2 separate regions of the Zea mays genome follow, and region 1 is linked to region 2. A link is a contact called in public Hi-C data. All regions are on one chromosome and are shown on one strand. Each heading gives the region's core, a stretch centred on a gene start, on an enhancer-like site or on the middle of the called end of the contact. The rest is flanking DNA. Distances are from core to core; before and after follow the strand shown.

What was found. Hi-C and Micro-C count contacts between places; a contact is called where the count stands out from the background.
Region 1: a contact with region 2 is called in a Hi-C map of leaf, with 4 times the contacts expected there. The contact joins the promoter of LOC100191779 here to the promoter of LOC100272520 in region 2. A contact is called at or near these places in 2 of 25 Hi-C or Micro-C datasets (ear and leaf).

What each region holds. Positions count from the first base shown.
Region 1 is chr3:34,242,543-34,249,924 of Zm-B73-REFERENCE-NAM-5.0, forward strand. It overlaps LOC100191779, which reads right to left and starts at 3,343. Exons shown (of 5, transcript NM_001137204.1): 1 at 3,232-3,343; 2 at 2,854-3,005; 3 at 2,471-2,718; 4 at 2,279-2,401; 5 at 843-2,194. The coding sequence starts at 3,333. The coding sequence ends at 1,014.
Region 2 is chr3:33,912,833-33,920,218 of Zm-B73-REFERENCE-NAM-5.0, forward strand. LOC100272520 (Sugar transporter ERD6-like 3) reads right to left here and starts at 4,167. Exons shown (of 17, transcript NM_001146989.1): 1 at 3,985-4,167; 2 at 3,821-3,883; 3 at 3,645-3,734; 4 at 3,371-3,430; 5 at 3,209-3,274; 6 at 3,055-3,120; 7 at 2,861-2,936; 8 at 2,549-2,613; 9 at 2,150-2,242; 10 at 1,982-2,062; 11 at 1,814-1,898; 12 at 1,607-1,716; 13 at 1,461-1,520; 14 at 1,271-1,321; 3 more. The coding sequence starts at 4,155. The coding sequence ends at 648.

The DNA.
Region 1 (7,382 bases), core at 2,093-4,592, 330 kb after region 2:
TTCAAGTTTCAGCAGATATGAATCCAAATATTTTAGATTTCTAAATGTCCATTTCTGGATAAGCACCACACCTCAAGCTAGAATTAGAAATATTAGAAATATAGTTAGGTTTAGCCTAATCACAACATATCTCACACAAACTTATTATTTCACCCTTTCACATAAACTAAAAATCCAATTATTACTCCATTCACTTTATGGACGATGTTCATATGACCCCCACCCCGAGCTAATGTATTTTTAGTTTATTTAACCTTTTCATCTGAAAGCTGCAAAAAGCAGATTCAGATGTGTTTTTAGTTTTGTACTGCGAGAAAATCAGCTTTTAAAAAAACTGATTTCTAGATCCAGTCTTTTGGTTAGGCTTTTGGCTTTTAGGGGGCAAAAGCCAAACCAAACACATTCTATATGCTTGTACATGCCCTAACTTGCCCAATGCCCGTGCTACCTCCACCAAGTAGGTGAGGTTCTCATTTACACCCAGTCACCCATTCACTTCACACCAACAACCACAACTCTGCCATCCTCCCTTTATCTATAGAAAGGGCCCATAAATAACTAAATGTGTTATTCAAATGACACCTCCTGATATTGCTCACCCAAAAAAAGATTAGAATCCAAGAGCATTTAAGTCTCCAAACTACCCCTTAACTCGTCCAATACCCTTGCAACCTCCACCAAGTAGGTGAGGTTCTCTTTCACACCAACAGTCATCACTCCGCCATCAGCCTTTCGTGGTGGCCTAGAATTGTGTCCGTCTCTGTCTCAACAAAGCAGTAATCAATTTATTCAAAACTAGACTACCTTGGTCGTCACAAGAATTAGTCAAAAATAAGGTGATTAATACAATAGCATTTTCTCCAATGGAAGATGCCTTAACCAGCCATAGCGTGGATCTTCTTTTTCAAATATAGTGTCCATCATCTTCTGCAAACTTGCTCGAATATAATAATAATAATAAATATACTACCGTATTACGTACGTATTGGCCTTAAGCTGCTGTATTTTTCTTATTATTCCTTCTTGTGTGGTATGCACTTGGGAAGATCTGGCGGCGGCGGGGGCAGCGTGTCATCCGGCGTGGCTCCGTTGGCCACCTCGAACACCGTGGCCATGCCCATGGCGATGTGGAACTCGAAGTGGCAATGCATGAACCACGCGCCCGGGTTGTCGGCGACGAAGCGGACGACGGCCCAGCCAAGCCTGGGCACCTGCACCGTGTTCTTGAGCAAGGGGTCGACGAGGTTGTAGGTCCTGACGTGCTTGGCCGGGTCGTAGTTGCCGTGGCCCTGCGCGAGCACGAAGAAGTCGTGGCCGTGGAGGTGCATGGGGTTGGAGTCGCTCTGCATGGTGGCCGTGCTCTGGAACACCACCTCGACCGTGGCGTTGTGCGCGAAGCGGCGCACCGTGGTGGCCTTCCGCGTGGCCTCGATCTTCTCGAGCGGCACGCCGGGGCCGACAGGGATGAGCGCCGGGTCGGTGAAGTTGAACACGCTGGGCGGCCTGGCCGGCAGCTCCTGCACGGCGAGGCCGGCGTTGCCGCCGTACTGCCGCGCCTCCAGCATGGACATCCTCTCGGGGAGGCGGAAGGAGACGTTGTTCATGTAGGCCACCTCGATGGCCTCGGCCTCGTCGCCGCCTCCCCGCCTGCAGGACGGCCTGTCCCCTGGGCAGATGGTGCCCTTGCCGAGCGAGATGAAGAGGCGGTCGTCGACGCGGCCCCGGAGCTGCGGCAGCAGCGGGTGCGTCGGCAGGCCGGACAGGTTGCCGTGGAAGTGGAACGTCGTGGTCGTGTCGTGCTGGTCGGGCATCTCCGGCATGGGAGGCGGGCGGCCGTCTCTGCACCCGCTGGCCGCGGCTCCGGTTGTGTCGTCGTTGGCGTACTGCACTATGCCTCTGGATACGAACACCGGGATCTGCGGGTCCGGCGCCGGCGGCTGGTTGGCGAGCGCGGCCATGTAGTAGCGGCAGGGCGGGGCGTCGGCGACCATGAGCACGTCGAACGTCTCGCCGGGCGCGATGGCCACCACGTCGGTGGTGTACGGCGTGATGTAGTTGGCGTCGGCGCCCACCACGGTGAACTTGTGGCCGGCGACCTTGAAGTAGTACTCGGAGAAGAGCGCCGCGTTCACGAGCCGGAGCATGTACGTCTTCCCCTGCTCCACGTTGAGAACGAAGTTGTCCTCTACGACGCCTGCATATATGCACAAGTTTTCAATTTCATGGCCGGAAAATGTTGGTCAATTTGGTTATACATATATATATACTGTAATGATACCGGAGCAGTTGTAGAGATCGCCAAGTTTTCCATTGATAGTCGCCCCAGCGGGGTTATCACTGAACGAGCCGCCATTGGAGAAGTTCTTGTCCACTTTCATCAAATCTCTCTGCCACCATTCACCTGCCAGTTTAATTCATTTGGTTCAGAGCTTGAGATGCATAGCTGGAATGGACGTACGTACGTACGTACCTATGATGATGGGAACATCCACATGAGGCTGATGATTCTGGAATGGGTAAGAGCCGGACTTGGGGCGGATGATGATGATGCCATGCAGGGTTGCCCGGAGGATGGAGACGTGGGAGTGCCACCACAACGTGCCCTCCTGCCCGTCCACCTTGAAACGGTAGGTGAACGTGGAGTTGGGCTGGATTGGGCACTGCGTTACCATTCCGGCGCCATCGGCCCAACACGTCAGGCGCTGCTTTACGCCATGCCTGTAATATTAATTAATTAATTAATTAATTAATTAATTAATTATTATTGTCATTACGTGACCGGATAATGCTTGGTTTAATTTAATTGGCTGGTGGTAGTAGCTCGCCGCCACTCAAGCTTCCACACGTACGTACCAGTGAATTGTTATTTCAAAGGGCGACTCGTTGACCAGGTGCACAATCACCGTGTCCCCTTCCGTGGCCTCTACCGGTGGGCCTGGAAACTGACCGTTGACCACAGTGGCCAGCGTATCATTGCAGAGGTGTCGGATATACACTTGCTTTACCTGTGATTAAGCAGTCACATGCATATGCACCAGGTGTCCAGAGGTTAAAAAAAAAGAGAGAGAGAAAGAGATCTATCAAAGTTAAGCTTTCATTTCAGTTGAAAAGAGGTTAAAAAAAAGAGACAAGTGCAGAAGCTACTCAAGAATCTTGAAAATGAAAAATCGATCTCGATCGGTTGCATGCATGCCCGAGAGCACAAGGGCATATATGCGTTTCTCTACTCACAACAAAGGTGTGCTCGACCACCGCCGCTTGGCCGCCTGCAGATCCTCCGAGCAGGGCCACAGCTGCGTAGAAGGAAAAGAGGGCTGCTGCAATGGGAAGCATCGTCTTGCTCATCGTGCAGTGCTTCTCAGTCGGTACTACTGTTATTAACTTCCCTCTCTCTATGGCAGGCAATATATGCAACCATATATATGTGTGTGTGTCTTCTTAGAGTGCTTTTATCCACCCAAATCCCCAAGGCCTTATATATACACGGCTACACGCAACGCAATGCAAGTTTGTCTACGACGCCTGGTTTAATATAATTACTACTAACTAGCTCTCGTAGGTTCCTGTGAGAGAAGTGCAAAGATTAGTCAGAGGCCAAATTAGATTCGGTCAGAAGCTAGCTGCGTCGCGTCATTGCATGCCCTCGAAAAGACGTATGAAAATCTTGATACATATTCTCCATTATTTGCGAAATTTTCCTTAAAAATATTTGTATATATTACTACTACACGTTGTTTGTGGGTTTTCTGCAATCGTTTGCATATCGAAAAGTAACTTAACGACCTAAAATATATCTGCGCGCGAGAGTCTATGTTAATGTCTGCAAGGACAACGCCGTGTATATCCGGGAGTCTAATGGTAATACCGACGACATGTCTATCTATAATCTATATGCCATCAAGTGAACCACATGTTGGTCAATGATGCCCGCACGTGATTGCCGCCTTGTCTGAAATTAAAATGGGTTTTTTTATATAGCTCATGAAAGGGAAATTAATATGCACGGTATTAAGCACTACTATACAACAGATTTTCGCCGTCGTCCCTATTGTATGTTGCCGTTTTTTTAACTTTAAATTCTAAAAAATAATTGGATGTTGTTAAAGAAGGGGAGGTGAAAATCTATATATCATTATCGGTTTAAGCCATAAACCAGCAGTAAAGTATTACTAAGGTCTCAAGCCACAGTAAAATGTCGACCGGTGGCTTCAAGCGGTGGTAATATATGTTACTACCGGTTTTTGGCTTGAGAGCTGGTAGTGTTATATAGCTTTATCATTGCTATCTTTTGGTTTTTTCAGTCGACAATGATGGATATACAGCATAAAATCCCACGACCTCCTTAGTTGCACCCATTCCGAGAACACTCATTCAAGGAGATGTCTTTCACTACCTCTCTCTCTCCATTGTTACAATCATTTTTTTATTGTTTGATTCTCAGGCTAGTTATTTCTCAATTCTGCAAAAGGTTCGTGACTACGGACACATTTAATCCATAGCGAATTAAATGGTGATTTTAATTATTGTTATGTTAGTAGGTGATAGATGCTTTAGTCCTTGTATGTAGTAAACTGAACACAAGCATGTCACACATAGAGATGCATACCCATACATTGGGTACCTTAAAATAGCATAAAAGACGACTCTAAAAGGCAAGAGCTTCCACATGGTACAAGATGACCCCGAGAAAAGGTAGACCTAACATAGTCACCTTAACCAGGTCAGATCTAACCATGACGAACCTGACCAGAGTTTTCCCGACCATAGATTCCCCGACCTAGACCCTCTGTCTAGTCGGTCCCAACCTTGATCACCTCAAACAAGCTCTGACCTAGATCTCTTCGGTCAAATGGCCTTGAACTTGGCCAAGGCAGAACCAGATTGTATGTCATCAATGGGACACCATGGCACAAAAGCCAACATAAAAGGATAGCGCATTTAAGACACGATAACCTTTTGCCGCACACCCATGACATAGGGTATGCAAAGGATAAATAGGTACTATAAGAAAGGACTCCAAGGACTCTCTATCAAACCACCTCACCTTAGAACAAAAATGAGCCACGAAACATGGTAGTCCCTGCCTTAGGCATAAGATAGTCAAAATACATGGAGAAGACAAGAGTAAAAGAAAGGAACTCCAAGGAGAACTACTCATACAACCCCTAGAGACACGCCTCATGGCAAGGCCTCAGACACGTGCAAGATCCAACTACCCCCATAGTCTGGTTAGCTCAGGAATGTTGGGATGAGCACGCTCGACATGGCGGACCTTTAGAGAACACTAGAAGGAACTTGTATCCAAAGGTAAGAAATGATATACCCATCAAAATATTCATGTAACGATGGACACCCGTTCCCTCGGCTATATAAATAAATGGGGGCCTCATCGTAAAGTGGAAGCAAATTCAGCATGTACACGCCTCACACCAGAATGAGAGCTCGTGGCTCCACCTTGTAACACATGAAATCAACAATAAGACATGAATACCATATTGTACGTAGGGGATTTCCTCAAACTAGTCTAAAAAATCTCCATCAGGCACGCTGACTTGTACTCGCTCATGTGTCACGCTTGTATTTTCTCCTTCCGTCAAGCCGAAGGTACAAATGTAATTCTATATTATTTCTGTTTATCCATGATAATATAATAAAGTTGAATTAATAATGTTATATGATTATTCACGTTGTCTCTTACATTTCACATGCTTCTTCTTTCATTAACGTATATTGCAATGATGAAGGTACGTCCTTCATGACCTTCATCTAAAGATCATTATATCTTAAGAGAAATAATGCTTCGAAGAACGAAGGGCATTAACATTTAAACATTTTGTGTTGCCTTGTTATTAATTCATAGCATTTGAGAACAAGTCCCCAACATACAAAACCACGATAGTTGGCACGCTAGAAAGGTGCTTTTGTGTGCTACATTTTGTTCCCTATATGGCTCCAGTTACTTCTTGTAGTGCCTTCCTCCCTAAGACAATGATCGCCTTTATGATCCTGGACTTCATCGCCATAAAGGAAGGCAACATGTGTATTGCCACCACCACATCCCTAGCCAAGGCAAGGCCTAACATCCCCAAAAGCACACATGGGTGAGAGCACCTAGAGGGGGGGTGAATAGGTGATCCTGTATACTTCAAAAACTTAAGCCACAAAACTTTGATTAAGTGTTAGCACAGTTAATGCCAAGTGGCTAGAGAGAAGATCTTGCACAATATGATAACCACAAGGAGTTCAACACAGAGTAGACACAGTGATTTATCCCGTGGTTCGGCCAAGTACAAAACTTGCCTACTCCACGTTGTGGCGTCCCAACGGACGAGAGTTGCACTCAACTCCTCTCAAGTGATCCAATGATCAACTTGAATACCACAGTGTTATGCTTTTCCTTTCAATTTCCCGTTTGCGAGGAATCTCCACAACTTGGAGTCTCTCGCCCTTACACTTGAGATTCACAAAGAAATACGGAGTAAGGGAGGGAAGCAACACACACAAATCCACAGCGAAATGCGCACACACACGGCCAAGAATCGAGCTCAAAGACTATCTCAAAGTTCTCACAAGAACGGAGCTTGAATCACTTAGAATGACAAACGAATGCGCAAAGATTGAGTGTGGATGATCAAGAATGCTCTAAGGTTGCTTGGTGTGCTTGGTTTCACCCTCCATGCGCCTAGGGGTCCCTTTTATAGCCCCAAGGCAGCTAGGAGCCGTTGAGAATAAATCTGGAAGGCCATCTTTGCCTTCTGCCGTCGGGCGCACCGGACAGTCCGGTGCACACCGGACACTGTCCGGTGCCCGATTTCCTTCCTTAAACAGCGCGGTCGACCGTTGCAGATGCGGGAGCCGTTGGCGCACCGGACATGTCCGGTGCACACCGGACAGTCCGGTGCCCCCTTCCGACCGTTGGCTTGGCCACGTGTCCCGCGCAGATCGCGCGGCCGACCGTTGGCCCGGCCGACCGTTGGCTCACCGGACAGTCCGGTGCACACCGGACAGTCCGGTGAATTTTAGCCGTACGCCGTTAGCCAATTCCCGAGAGCGACCTCTTCGGCCGAGGCAGCCTGGCGCACCGGACACTGTCCGGTGCACCACCGGACAGTCCGGTGCCCCAGACCGAAACAGCCTCTTGGCTGTACACAGCCAACTCTCTTCTTTTCTTCTTCTTCCTGTTTCTAATACTTAGACAAGTATATTAGTACCCAAAACCAATGTACTAAGACTTAGAAACATACCTTTGCTCTAGATTTTTACTTTGTTCATCCATGGGCATTGATTCACATTTAAGCACTTGTGTTGACACTCAATCACCAAAATACTTAGAAATGGCCCAAGGGCACATTTCCCTTTCAATCTCCCCCTTTTTGGTGATT
Region 2 (7,386 bases), core at 2,917-5,416:
AGGTTTATCGACCCATGACAAGCGCCTAGTAAGCCGATTCCGCCTCTACGTCGACTGTCCAGCTTCCTTGATGAATCCGACTTCGAATTTTCGAAACCGTGTCGGGATCGTTAAAAAAAAACCTGAATCCAAACCAGTGTCGGTGACTTGATTTTCCTTTTTTTTTCGCTTGTGGCTCGTACGGTTATACTACCTGTTATTACTCTGAATGTGAGGACTGTAATAATACCCCTGACTCTGCTTAATAAAGTCCAGTATGCATATCTCCAGCATATAATAACAAGGTTTTAAATAGCCAGCTATAGCGCTCGATATATCCCGATATATTCTTTTTAGCAGCGAAAAGTTACGCCGTTTAACCCGATATATTCCGATATATCCAGCTATATCGCGATATATCCCGATATTTGCACTTTTTAGAAGATTGAGGATAAATTCATTTTCCCGCTATTTAAAACACTGTATAATAATGAGATAGTAGTATTATGGAGAAATGACATGTATTTGTATGTCTCTCTTTGTATACAATGAACCGTATCTGTGACACTAATCAACTATGCAAGCAAACTAATACTTGTGGAAGGGTGTCAAGGACGAGTTCATAGAGGCTTGGATCTCCTCCAGGGTTCTTCCTTTGGTTTCCGGCACTAGCCGATGCACAAACACGACCGTGAGTCCGCAAATGGCCGCGAAGATGAAGAAGGTGCCTGCATCATCATCCGAGGTAATTAATACACATGTATATATACACACACACACATCAGCAAAGTCGTGGAGTAGCTAGCTAGAACAGACTCCTAGTTGCAGATTGTATATGGACCCATTGTATATTGTCATGGTTGTGTTTGCTGATACTAAAATTTCGTCTGAAATTTTCTTCGTCCTCCCGCCGTAATTACCGTAAGAACTCCAAATCAGCAGGAAGTTGAAGGCGTACGAGACAATCCACGACCCGAGCCAACTTACTAAGGTCACAAGGCTCCCTGCCGACCCTTTCATGTTTATAGGGAAAATCTGCAAGTCCAGAGATGAGTGTTATGTTTTGGTAAGCAATCTAGCTAATGTCCCCCTATAAATTGGTTTAGGGTATAGAGTTTATTACCTCTGACATTATAACCCATGGTATCCCGCCCATACCCAGTGAAAAGGATCCGATGAAAACCTGCGTTGCAAACAACAAAAAGGCTTCAGAGAACAAACAAACAGCTCTCAGGTGTATTGTATATATATGTTAATGGTGAATATAATAGCAACAGTCAGCAGTGCGTACCAGAAGTCCGGCCAAAGCCAACACGTTCAGGTCCCTTTCCCAGTGCTGCTCCTGTTCCAAGAAGAGATCGATGGGCACTGGTTGAGCAAGCCCAAGCCCAAGAATGGCGATCGACTTGCAGTCGACCTAACCTACCTACCTTCTTACGGTGAGGCGATCAATATCAGGAGGAGAGAAAAAAAAATCAAACCTTGGACAAGAATGACAGACCAACTAGCAGGCAACCCACGCATGTCCCAGCTGCAGAGATCTGGAACGGTGCAGCAAAGACATCACTGATCACAATTCATTGTTCGCTGCCAAGTTTCAAGAATGAATTCGTTGTCAGCGCGTTACCATCAACAGTGGCCTCCTTCCAGCCTTGTCCATCAGAAGCACCCCTAGTCCGACCATCGGAACCTGCACTACCGCCATGGCCACTGTTCCCGTGTTTCCCGACGAGAAACCTGACCGATCGATGCATCATAGCATGAGCGCTAGTGTAGTGTAGTGCCTGTGTGTGAAACGTTTCTTTCTTTTTTCCCTTCTCTGATTGATCATTACCGGCCGAGACGAACACTTCACTGGCGTAGAAGAGAACGCCATTGACACCCCCAAGCTGCTGGAGGGCCATGAGCCCAACTCCAGCCTAAGCATGGAGCCAGCCAAGCTTTAGAAAACAGCAGAGAGTGTATGTAGAAGAACTGCAGGTTTTTTTTTCAGGACGCTCACTATGACAGCACGGATGTACTCCTTCTGAAACAGGTCTAACATCTTCGACTTCGGAAGGCGCTGAAGCTTTTCTGTGAAAACCTGGACAAAATAGACTGTAGAATTAGCAAGGGAGCATGATGCATACAACTGAAGGACTACTGTTTTGAACTCTTGGCCTGTCCATACTTTTATTTCTGAGGCCTCTTCAGAGATATCGGTTCCATGTCCCCTTAGCGTCTGCAGTGCTCCTGTAAAGGCACCTGGGTGTCCAAACCTAGCCTGGAAAAAATACTTCAGTTTTTATATCAAAGTTCATCTCAAGGCAAGAACATATACTCTCGCGCTAAATTTTTTTTGGTATAATGATTCCTTAAAGAGTTCAAAGTATGTTCCTCGTGTAACGTTCAAGTGGGCGATCACCATGATCATCAAATGACCATCTTAGTTCTTAAGCTTGTCAATGCCACCAAAAACTTGTGTATTCTATATATCAAGAGTGATTTTCAACCACAAACGGGAACCGAAGTGTAACTAAACTCAAACAACAAGTATTAACTATTAAAAGTTCAAATTAAGGTAACTCACCAGCCATCTGGGGGACTCGGGAATCAAAAGAAGGCCAACCAGCTGCACTAAACACGGCACCACTCCTGCAACACAAAAGCTATAGCATTAATGCATATACTAAAGAGTATGCTTGCAGGGTAGTAGTTCACATGTGCACATTTTGAAGCAGATACTGTTAGTTAGAAGAGAATTAATGTCAACTAAATTGGCCCCGTATAGGCTCTTTATACAACTGGATTAGCACAACGTATTGTCATTTCACAGGAATTGTAGACAGGTATACACAAACAAGCTACTTTACATGCGGCCCAACAAAACAGGACAGTTTACCAACGATCGCCAAGGTGCGCCAGGCGATAAATGTCCCAAGAACAAATGCAAGCGACCCTCCGCAGCAAATCATGAACTGCATGAATGGACACGAGTCTCATTTGTCTTTAATCATCTCTTGAGATAAAAACCAGCATGCTCTGAAGTCTAAACAACCAGTATTATACTTTCCCTTGAACACAGAAAAAAGAAACCTGGTTTACAGTTGCAAAGCCTCCTCTAAGGTCCTTTGGCGTTATCTCTGATATGTAGACCGGAACCTGTTCCAGCACAACAGAATTCAAACTAAATTAGTTAAGTAAAAAAAAAAAGTAAAAACATGGGGGAGTCGTTGCTTATTGTAATCACCACATATGACAGAATCCCGATTCCGCATCCGATCAGCACCCTTCCGATGTCAAGCCACCAATAGCTCTACCAGCGAAAGAAAAGAAAAGAAAAAATCAGATGAACTATAGGAAGCAAAACGAGACATGCATGTGAGAAAGATGAGGGCTAGCTGAGCGGGACCTGGGAAAATCCTATCAGGAGATACCCAAGAGCGCAGAGAACATCCGATATCGCCATTGCCTGCGTGCCGCCAGCATGTTCAAGAAGCTACATGAGACTAGAGAGGTCGGCCGACGACGGATGGAGAACATATATATACAAATGAAACAATCATTCTGGCTCGCTAGCTGTTTCGCTTTATTTGGCATTCCAAGAAGAAGTTTGCTCTGGTGCTTAGCTCGGTTCAAGGAGCTTGGGCGGGGTGGTTCCGGATCGGAATGGGATTAGCACTTACACCTCTTCGACCTGCTCGATCGGCTACAGATCCACTGACAATGGCACCCAGCATCGCTCCGATGGTCAGGATCGAGCCAAACACAGAGTACTGCATCAGGTGTTCATTAACGTAGTTTATCACGAAGTGAGATGCTCAAGAGTGAGCTCCATCATCATCAGCTGTGGGCACCGTACCTCAGCTAACGAGAGGCGGAGATCGCGCATGATGCCCAGCTGAGTCGGTGACGAGTAGCCGATCTGCAGCGCGCAGCGTAATAAGCAAGAATTAAACGCGCGCAGCAATGGAAATAATATCGAATGTAGCACGTAATTAAACGCGCGCAGGGGCTTATTATTACCGACATTCCGAACTCGAAGGAGCCGGCGACGGCGATGGCGGTGCAGCCGACCACCACGGCAACCGAAGAAGAGGAGGCGCTGCCGCCCTGGCTACCACCGCTGCCGCCCACCCTTACCAAGAGGGGCTTCTCGGCTGCGTCTCGTCCCTCTCGCTCCATCGGACCGGCCATGCATGGGTTGTCTTGTCCCTCCCGCGGTCCCGCCCAGTCCCGTCCGCGTTTGGTTTTGTTTGGAGCTGCTCTGAGCGGGACCAGTGGACGACGAGCGGCTGCCCGGGCTGATCGGTCCAAGCGCACGGCAGAGAGTGAACGGCCTGTTGCATGTGCTTCTTCCGGCCATGCTGATGCTTCATCTCCTGGTTCCCCTCTTGTCTTCTCTTTGTCACTTGCTTAATTAGATTTCTCTATCCATTTCTTGTAAAAATCTCTGTGGCTACCACCTATGGATCCTCTTCTTCTTTTCCACAACAACCTCCAGAATCGAAGCAGTATGTTCCTCTGAAAATGACATGTATAATTGATGATATCGATTTAAAAGCAAAGACCACATCTTGCGATAAAAGCCAAATACACCAGAAAATTGTCGCCACTCCAACTAGGATTTTTCTTTCCTATATGTGATTCCCTTTTTAGCAACCCAATTTCTAGTTATATGATTGACCCCGTTGTGTATCTCTATATGTAAAGCAAAGTAATTCATTCTTAAAATATTTCTAGCAAGGTAATAATAAAAAAGATATTGAATAGTCTCATTTTGATAATAAAAACTACAATTCAAATTAGCTTTCCACACGTGCTTAGCTAGTTGTCTTTAGCGAGAATAACACCCCACCTTAAATACCACAAGAATATTTTAATTTTGAGGGGTAGTTTTACTTTCCGAAGCAGCATATTGCAATTTAAGGGGCAGTATTCATTAAAAGAAAGTACACTGAACGAACTGAAAAAATTCCATCTCGGTGCCCCCAAAAAAAGTCCATCTCGGTGCCCCCGAGAAGAATTAGTCTCTTGATCGTCCCAGAACAATTGTCTTTAGTGAGAATAACGCCCCTCCTTAAATACCACAAGAATATTTTAATTTTGAGGGGTAGTTTTACTTTCCAAAGCATCATATTGCGATTTAAGGGGCAATATTCATTAAAAGAAAGCACATTGAACGAACTGAAAAAAATTTCATCTCGATGCCCCCCCGAGAAGAATTAGTGTCTTGATCGTCCTAGAACAATTGCCATTAAATTTGATAAATTCTGCCACTCAACCAGTTTTAACTCAACAATAGCTCTCCAAAAAGATAAGTTGGGTATATTTTCATTCATAACATCCTTGACTAAAGCATTATTTTTACGCACAATTTTAAGAAGTTTCAGAAAATGGTGCTTAAGCAGTCTATCCAAGATCCATCGATCATCCCAAAACCTGGTTGAGTAGGCAGTAGCGATGAAAATAATAATAATATATAATAATATATGTCCAAGAGACAATCATGGACCATGAGAAAGTTAACGAGCATTTAAGATAATGATCTGAGATGCCCACCGTCTCTCTTCTTAGGGTTGCAGACGTCTAAGACTTTATCGTCACCGTTTCGCGAGCGTGGCACTACTAGCACACTAGCGTCACGACAGTTTATCTCCGCATACGTGTATACCTTGGACACACTGCTTCTTTTATAGCGGTGTTGATCAGTAACAGACTTGTGGAGTACGTGTAAAATCATTATTGCTGCTACGTGAGGACGTATGACTACTTCCACTATATCAACACACTATTCTTCCGCTGTATTGCACGTCTAATGGTTACGATCGATGATCATTTATATGCATTCTATCTTGGTTGAACGTGATAGATATGATAGTTTATAATACACCTTTTTCTCTACAGTGGTGTTAGAACCAAGTCACGTGTGTTTTTTAATCTAGATGGTTTGCATATATGCGACATGCCTAGTATATTCCAAATATATTTTACTTTGATTGTAGCAAAAAGTGCAAAAAATGAGATAGTTGTTGGTATTGTTGCACATCATGTTTGCTCCTACTAGCTACAATCACTATTAGGGCATGAGATCAATTCACTTTCATCCGACACTCGCACAACTTTCCCCTACCGGCTGAAGTCACCAACGAAGCTAACAATGTGTATATCTTTCAGGTTGGAAAAGACAACATATCCGACTTGGGTGTATTGTTCTTGTTCTATCTCACATGATAGTCAACATGATTGACGGTGAAAATAGGGACATTTATAATATCTCGGAATCAGCTTGATTTGGTCAATCCGATGAAATTTCATAGCAAACTCATTGATATGATTGATGAAATTTTAGGAGGTTTCAAGGCACTGCCTTGAGACCATCAGGGACTGCCGTTTGCGAACAACACATACATTATTTGGACAATATCTTTTCACACTGATGATAGTATCCAGTTCTCCTCCTAACTTGATATTGCAAGCAATATTATTTATGGTATGACCCAAATGTAACATCCATAAATAGGACTAGGTAATGGAGATCATCATGATAAAGGGTCATACTATCTTGTGTTTAATATGCTTATTTATGATGTTTTATTTTCCAATCATATAACTCCCTCATGTATTAAATGTGATAGAATAACTTCACTAAATAAATTAAGAGTTCACTTTAATACCCTTTCAATTGCTATGCCTATAAATATTCTATTCATCATTTGGTAGGTCCACCAAAACAGAGTACCATTGGTTATTCTAATATAATAGGATGAATGTCGGACATTTGCATGCATACACAACAGGAAACAACTGACTTTCGGTGGTCAAAACTATTGAAAGTTAGCCAAAGATGCCAAAAGTTAACAAATTTTGGATGGAATACTCTAACATCCAATGTCGGATAGGTGTCAATAGAAATGAGAGAAAAGTTAACTAACTTCCGACGGCCTGACAAAACCATCGGAAGTTAACGTGGTTGGACCACTAACTTCTATCGCATGGTGGCACTGTAATAAGTTAAGTTTCACTTTCGATAGCCAACCATAGTCATCAAAAGTTACCTATCCTGTGTGAACTTCCAAAAGCTATGATCATTAGATGGAAGTTACATTAAAAAGTGCTATTTATTTTTCTTTTTTCCTTAGTCCATAATTTAAAAACATGTCATATATGCACATCACATCATACATCTTATAACCCAAAGAAAGTTCAAATTCTCACTTTCATACATCAATTTCACACATACATGTCAAACAATACTAGTGAACATGTTTAAACATCTTCTAAGCATGACAAAGTATGAAAAGAACTTGCTCAACAACTATAAGTGTTTTTCATCCAGGTACGACACTCACACATCTAGACAATGCTCATGAATATAGTTTGAGTTTTGTATGCTACTTGTAGGTGTGACACATAGAAATCCTTGGA